2 separate regions of the Urocitellus parryii genome follow, and region 2 is linked to region 1. Evidence: chromatin contacts called from public Hi-C data. All regions are on one chromosome and are shown on one strand. Each heading gives the region's core, a stretch centred on a gene start, on an enhancer-like site or on the middle of the called end of the contact. The rest is flanking DNA. Distances are from core to core; before and after follow the strand shown.

Region 1 (3,814 bases), core at 487-2,986:
CTAGTCTCAGCGGCCAAGAAAGATAACATACTTGCTCCATGGACTGTACTTCTCTCTCTCTCTCTCTCTCTCTCTCTCTCTCTCTCTCTCTCTCTCTGTGAGTGTGTGTGTGTATAGAGTCAGGCAATAAACGATAAACAAATAAATGAGGCAGTTACTAATAGTGATAACTACTAGGAAGAAAATAAAACAGAAATGTAATGGAAAGGGACCGTAGAGGGCAACTTGGGATAGGATGGAAAAGGAAGGTTTCTTTGGGTAGGTTATATCCAAGCAGAGATCTAGGTGACAAGGATCTAAGCAGGTGAGAGGGAAAGAGGTGGGGGAAATATTTCCTTGCAAAAAAACAGTTTGTGAAGCCCCTCAGGCAGGAAAAGGCTTTGCATAACAGTCAGAAGGATGATGTGGTTAGAAATAAGGGAGCAAAGGGAGGATGGAAGGAGTTGTGGTTAGTGAAGTGGGTTGAGGTCAGGCCATGAATCTTGGAGCCATGACAATAACTTTAATTTTTCTTCTGGGAATGATGGGTACTCACTGGGTGAGTTTGAGTGGAAGAGTAATAATGTGGCTCTATTGGTTTTTGTTTGTTTGTTTTTGGTGCTGGGGACTGAAGCCAGGAGCGCTTAACCACTGAGTCATATCCTCAGCCCTTTTTTATTTTTTATTTTCAGACAGGGTCTCACTAAGTTGTTTAGGGCCTCACTAAATGGCTGAGGCTGGCTTTGAACTTGCAACCCTCTTGTCTCAGCCTCCTGAGTTGCTGGGATTACAAGTGTAGGCCACCACACCCTGCTTGATTGCCTTTTAAAAGGACTCCTGTGGCTGCCACGTGAAGGATGGACTTTGGGCAAGGAGAAAGAGTGGAAGCAGGAAGATTATTGCAAGAAGCTAGAAGGCCACTGAAACAATTCAGCTGAGAAATGATGGTAGCTTGTGTCAGGGTAGTAGTGCTAGAGGTGGGGAAACGTGATTGGATTCTGTGTATATGTGGAAGGTAAAGTCAACAGTACTTGACAAGGGATCACATTCTCCTTTGCTCATTTAGTACAATGAGCATCAAACACCCCAGTTGCTCTTCCATCCTCAGCAAGTTAAAGGGGCAGGGCCCCGGAACATAGATAAATTGGGGGTTTCCAGATGTTGGACAAAAAAAAAATTTAAGATACAGATGTTCTCTGTGACTTGCCTCTGTTTTTCATCATTAGCTCATTTAATGGGCAGGTTCTGTACCTGCTGTCTCCCTTACCCTGCCAGGTTTCTGTAAGACCAATTATTTAATAGGTCCTTATTTGTCCAAATGTGTGTGTCTGTGACCCCCAGAGTGTGATGTTGACACCCCAAACAGTTCTGGATGTTTGGTGTTTGCATGTGATACAGGCTAGGGACAACATAATGTGGGGGAGTAAGTACTTAGACCTAGGTTAGCCGTCTACTCCTATCTATTTATACCAAACACAGTGGGGTCAAACCTGATCTCACAGGAAATGCACATATACACTTTGGCCCCAGGTTGGGCATTTCTGGAGAGCCTGGGGAAAACCAGGCTACAAACACTCTCATGCAACAGGGGTGGGGAAGCAAGTAGGGGAACAGGTGACCCGGTATGCTCTGGAGCTAGCAGGTCTTGTTCTGTTTGTGTTGTGCTACTGTAACTGGGGTTGAGGGTGCATTATAAATATAACCAGAGGGGCCCTAGAATTTCACTGCTCCTGAGACTCTGTGTGATCTTCAGTAAGATGAAGCTGCCAGATGCCCATGAAAATGTTCCTGTAGAAGATATGGACAGCAGCCTTGGCCTTAGCCCCAGCTTTGATGGACCCTCAAACATAGACAGCAGGGAATTGGGGATATCCAAGGACCCCTTGCTCTTCATCCAGCTGAATGAGCTGCTGGGCTGGCCCCAGGCATTAGAGTGGAGAGAGACAGGCAGGTAAGTGGGACCCAGGCTAGTTCTGTGAGGCCCTTCCCCAGCTGGGGCTTCTTCCATGACCCCCTTGTTCCTCCTGTGGATCTCCTTCCAACCTAAAATAAGGATTTTTTTTCTCTATGCATTCTGCCTTTCATAATATTAGTGTCCTTTGCAGTCTAGCTCTGAGTTCCCCAGGTCCCAGGATGAGGGGTGACTGCCCAAGATAGGCATGCTTGGCATCACAGGGCCCATGACTCCCCCATTGCCCTATCTTCCCTGGCTTTGCTGTGTCCCAGCTCCTGGCTGTGGGAGACATTCCCCAAATAATACTATCCATCCCCCTCTACCACAGGTGGATGCTGTTCGAGGAGAAGCTGGAGGTAGGAGCGGGCCGGTGGAGTGCTCCCCATGTGCCCACCCTGACACTGCCCAGCCTCCAGAAGCTCCGCAGCCTGCTGGCCAAGGGCCTTGTACTGCTGGACTGTCCAGCTCAGAGCCTCCTGGAGCTCGTGGGTAGGCTGTTAACCTTTTCAGGGAGATGCCATTTTCCTGGGATTTCCCCCAGTCTTGGAATCTTCTAGAGCCTACCTGACCCCATCCCACCCTAGAGATTGTTACAAGAAGGAGTTGGAAAGGAGTTGAAAGAAGCAAGTTCATGGGTCCCTACATTTCCTAAGACCCCTAGAAGGGAAATGAGGTGGAGAGAGGATGATATGGAGGTGCTTCAGAAAACCCTTAAGGACCTCAAACCCCACATCTGTTCTCCAGAACAGGTGATCCAGGCGGAATCATTGAGCCCAGAGCTGAGAGGACAGCTGCAGGCCTTATTGTTGCAGAGGCCCCAACATCACATCCAGACCAGAGGCACTTGTTGGGGTGAGAAGCCCTTTCCTGGGCCCAGGATCAACACCCTGGGGTGGGAGAATCCAAGATGTCCCTTGCAACTTCCTGAGACAGAAGTGGCCTAGGCTTAGCTCAGACTTCAACCCAAGACTCCTGGACAAGTTCAGGAGCTGGTGGAAATAGGGGAAGGGATGGTTAGGAGCCCAATAGAGCTCTGTGAAGGGAGGCACTTGGTGGGTTCTGTGTCAGGGGCTTTACACACAGTATCTCATTTAATCTTGACAGTCACCCTGTAAGATAGTACCACAATTATCCCCATGTTAGTGATGAGAAAACTGAGGCCGAGTGGGGAAGAGTGTGCTCCAGTTCTCATAGCTTGTTAGAGGAAAAGCTAGTCAGGGAGCCCTGGTGGATATGCCCCCAAAGCCTGTGCTCTTGACCACTGTATAATCCTTTTGTAGGATCTGCCCATCCAAAAAAGGCTTCCCATGATGAAAATATTCCCCTGAAGGAACAGGTTTGTGGCCCTTCTATGGGTAGGGTTGGGAGAGGAGTCAGGAATTAAAAGTTCTCATCAGTTGAGATACTGTCAGCATTCCCCTCCCCAAATAACCTTTCATACTCTGTGCCACACAGGGTCAAAACTCCTTGAGACAGAAGCTGCCTCCAGGGGCGGAGGCAGCAGCTGTGCTGGCAGGAGAACTGGGCTTCCTAGCACAGCCCGTGGGGGCCTTTGTGAGACTGCGGGACCCTGTGGTGCTGGGGCCACTTACTGAGGTGCCCATCCCCAGCAGGTGAGGCTACTGAGGAGTCAGGGGCCCAGAACTCAGAAGAAGGGCCTGAATGGGGGTTGTTTTGAGGGGATCCCTGGGTCAGTCCTCTGAGGGTGTGTGGGGGATGGGTGTAGGGATAGGGAAGGTGAGAGTGGTCAGCCCTGCAGAGCAGGCATGCAATGAGTATATGTATGGAGCTGGTAGGGAGGGCAGAGCGGTGTCAGTGGGCAGAACTGCCTTATGAGAAAGCAGCATCTGACCCTCCCTGGGGTTTGGTTCCTTCTTCAGG
Region 2 (3,816 bases), core at 4-2,503, 180 kb after region 1:
CCTGGCATTTCTCAAGAACCAGCTGGAACGCCTGCAACAGCGAGTGGAAGACGAAGTCAGCAGTGGTGTGGGCCAGGTAGGAGTTGTCCTCCTGCCTCTCACCTTAATCTTCATTGTCCAATTTTCTCTTGAGAATGTTGAGTCAGTGGCAGAGATTTGTTCAGCAAATGGTTATTGAGGGCCAGTTCTCAGTTCCCTAGGAAAATTTCCCTGAGAAAATAGTTCTTGACCTGAGATCTTAAGTAGTGGTTAACTAGGTGAAGTGGAGAGGAATGAAAACTCCAAACATATGCAGAGTAGTATTATGTACAAGAGGGAGGAAAGAAGGTCGGTTGGGCTGCAGTAGTGGGAAAATATGCTAGAAAATGAGACTGGAGAAATAGCAGGGCTCAGACTGCTCAGGGGCATCTCTGACATTTTAGCAGGAAGATTCTGTGGTTGGAGTTTTCTGACTTCAGGATTCTGATATATATTGTGTGATCAGGACTCCTGAGTTCTTTTTTTTTTTTTTTTTTTTTTCCTTTTTTGAGCTCCAGAACCTTGAGAAAAATCTTTGGAGAAAATGCTACAGCTGTAGAGAGTGACCCTCACTTGAGTACTTCCTGGGTAGAGAAGAGGGAAAACCTGCCTGAGTTTCCTTCTTCATTTTTCTCTGCAGGATGGCTCGCTTTTGTCCTCCCCGTTCCTCAAAGGATTCCTGGCTGGCTATGTGGTGGCCAAACTGAGGGCATCGGCAGTACTGGGCTTTGCAGTTGGCACCTGCACTGGCATCTATGCAGCTCAGGCATATGCTGTGCCCAACGTGGAGAAGACACTGAGGGACTACTTTCGGTCACTGCGCAAGGGGCCTGACTAGCTCTAGATCCTATGGGGGAAGCAGGATGAACAGCTGGGGCCTACAGGTGGAGGCCTTTCGAACACAGACACACTATCTGGCTTCCCCAGCTGTCATCTACTTACTGTCTCCACCTGTCCTGCCACCTTCATCTTAGTTTCTCTTCCTGCAGAGGGTGCACTTGTCGGACTGTAACCTGGACTCCTTCCCTCCCCAGCTCCATGAGACTGGCCCCAAGACCATGCTTCATCAGCCCCTACTCTCCCAGCCCTAACTGTAGAGTGTACAGATGACTCTGATCCTCAGTATTCTCTCTGGCAATGTACCAGCTCCTCCTGGAAGCTGGCTCCATAACTTAATATCCCTTAAATGTGCCCCAGTTCCTCTGCCACTTGCTAGTTACACAGGCAACCAGGATCTGATGAGGGCATGAGTGTAGAGGAAGGTGGTATGCCAGGCCTGGGCCGTCCTAGGCAGGCCCGCTGGACCCTGATGCTCCTCCTATCCACTGCCATGTATGGTGCCCATGCCCCACTGCTGGCGTTGTGCCATGTGGATGGCCGAGTGCCCTTTCGGCCCTCCTCAGCTGTGCTGCTCACTGAGCTGACCAAGTTACTGTTGTGCGCCTTCTCTCTCCTTGTGGGCTGGCAAGCATGGCCCCGGGGGGCCCCACCCTGGCGCCAAGCTGCTCCTTTTGCACTATCTGCCCTGCTCTATGGCGCCAACAACAACCTGGTGATCTATCTACAGCGTTACATGGACCCCAGCACCTACCAGGTGCTGAGCAATCTCAAGATTGGAAGCACAGCCCTATTCTACTGCCTCTGTCTCCGGCACCGCCTCTCTGCACGCCAGGGTTTGGCACTGCTGCTGCTGATGGCTGCAGGGGCCTGCTATGCAGCAGGTGGCCTTCAGGACCCTGGGAACACCCTTCCTGGGCCTCTAGCAGCTGCTGCCAGCCCCATGCCCCTGCATATCACTCCACTGGGACTGCTGCTGCTCATCCTGTACTGTCTCATCTCAGGCTTGTCGTCTGTATACACAGAGCTGCTCATGAAGCGACAGCGTCTGCCCCTCGCACTTCAAAACCTCTTCCTCTACACTTTTGGTGTGCTCCTGAACCTTGGTCTGCATGCAGGTGGTGGTCCTGGCCCAGGCCTCCTGGAGGGTTTCTCAGGATGGGCAGCACTTGTGGTGCTGAGCCAAGCACTAAATGGACTGCTCATGTCTGCTGTCATGAAGCATGGCAGCAGCATCACACGCCTTTTTGTTGTGTCCTGCTCATTAGTGGTCAATGCCATGCTTTCAGCAGCCCTGCTACGGCTGCAACTCACAGCTACATTCTTCCTGGCCACACTGCTCATTGGCCTGGCTGTGCGCCTGTATTATGGTAGTCACTAGCCCCTGGCTACCTTGCTTGCTTCTGATTCTATAGATTGGGCACCACCACCAGAGTCATCTCTCAAACTTCTTCCTTTCCTCCCCTTAGCAACTGTAATAAGTGCCTTGTGAGAAAAGCTGGAGAAGGGAGAGCAACCAAGTTAGTCTTGAAGTGGTGTATGAAGGAGGCTTCTAGGAGGCATGAAGAGTAGATTTGGTTAAGGAAACTTAACTTCCCCACCCACCCCCAAGTTCTTCCAAACTAAAGAATTGGGAGCATCAATACCTAGGCCTGAAAAATAACTCCATTCCTGATGGGGAAGGCCCCCTGCCTCATCTTCCATAAACACAAAATGAGGTATGGGTGACAAGTGGCTTTCCTTGCCCACTGTGGTCACCCCAGTATACCCACTACCCAGGCCTGGTGTTGGTGCACAAGCCCCGCCTTGGCGCATGACTTCTTCATAAGGGACACTCACACCCAACAGTCATGCAGGAAGGCCCAATTGCTACAAATTATATAGCTGTCACCTAGGCCACTCTGCCAAGGTCCCTCGGCTCTAGCACTGCCTGGAGATATATCCCCTACCCCCTCCACAGTGCTGCTTCCCTTACCCAGCCTTTGTTCTGGAAACCCCACAGAGGGCTGGGGCTTGACTCATCTCAGGGAATGTTGCCCCTGGATCCTGGCTTAAACCTATACCCCTAACCCCTTTGCTCACCCAAGGGCCCTATTGAAGCCCACTGCCACCTCTAAGGCTCTTAGGAGGTAGCATCTTTCCCACTCTGAGTCCTATCCCTGCCTAGTAGTGTCCCAGCTCCCAACAGCCTGGGAAAGCTCTGCACAGATTGACCTGGGACCAGGTACAGAAACTTCTATAGCTTAATCAATGTCTCTTTTAACTGCATAAGCAATAAGGTCTTAATAAAGTGTTCTAGGATGTAGGGTGCTTCCTACAACCAGTCATTATTGTCTTGTGTCTTCTATGCTGCACAGTTCCCCTCAAACATAATTGTCCCTTGGTCTCCTGAGTATCTTAATTCTGGAGTAACTTCTGGACTAAGAGGACAAGTGGTTTTCTCCAAGCTGTTGCTGTGGATCTGAGATATTCTCTGTCACAGACTTTGAAATTTCCCTTAAGCACAAAACTTGGGCCCTGGAGAATTTTGGAGAGTCTTGGAAACAGAAGGTACTGAGCCCAGCAAGACAAACTAAACTAGGCTGGAAAACTTAAGACCACTAATGTTTTATGTTTTTATTAGTGCATTATAATTATTTATTAATGGACTTTGTTATGCCATATTCATACATGCATATACCATAATTTGTTCACCCTCATTCCTCAGTACCTTCCCTTTCCCTCTCACTCTGATCCCCTTGCTCTATTGGTCTTTTTTTTTTTTTAATTAATGCAAATAATGTGGGTTTTGTTGTTACTATTTTTGGCACTAGGGATTTAACCTTTTATTTTTTATTTTGAGATAGGGTTTAAGTTGCTGAGGGCCTTGCCAATAGTGTTACTGAGGCTAGCTCAAATTTGTGATCCTCCCGTTTCAACCTCCCCAGTTGCTGGGATTACAGATATATGTGCCACTGCATC

What was found. A called contact is a pair of places that touch in the nucleus more often than the background predicts.
Region 2: a Hi-C map of muscle shows a contact between it and region 1, with 6 times the contacts expected there. The contact joins the promoter of Slc35a4 here to the promoter of Slc4a9 in region 1. A contact is called at or near these places in 2 of 2 Hi-C or Micro-C datasets (liver and muscle).

What each region holds. Positions count from the first base shown.
Region 1 is chr1:94,810,536-94,814,349 of mUroPar1.hap1, forward strand. Slc4a9 (solute carrier family 4 member 9) reads left to right here and starts at 1,737. Exons shown (of 21, transcript XM_026384486.2): 1 at 1,737-1,930; 2 at 2,262-2,422; 3 at 2,678-2,785; 4 at 3,214-3,269; 5 at 3,389-3,546; 6 at 3,814. The coding sequence starts at 1,737.
Region 2 is chr1:94,994,380-94,998,195 of mUroPar1.hap1, forward strand. Slc35a4 (solute carrier family 35 member A4) reads left to right here and starts at 1,254. Exons shown (of 1, transcript XM_077800849.1): 1 at 1,254-2,500. The coding sequence starts at 1,265. The coding sequence ends at 2,236. LOC113179647 (SLC35A4 upstream open reading frame protein) reads left to right here. Exons shown (of 3, transcript XM_026384354.2): 2 at 1-76; 3 at 659-865. The coding sequence ends at 856.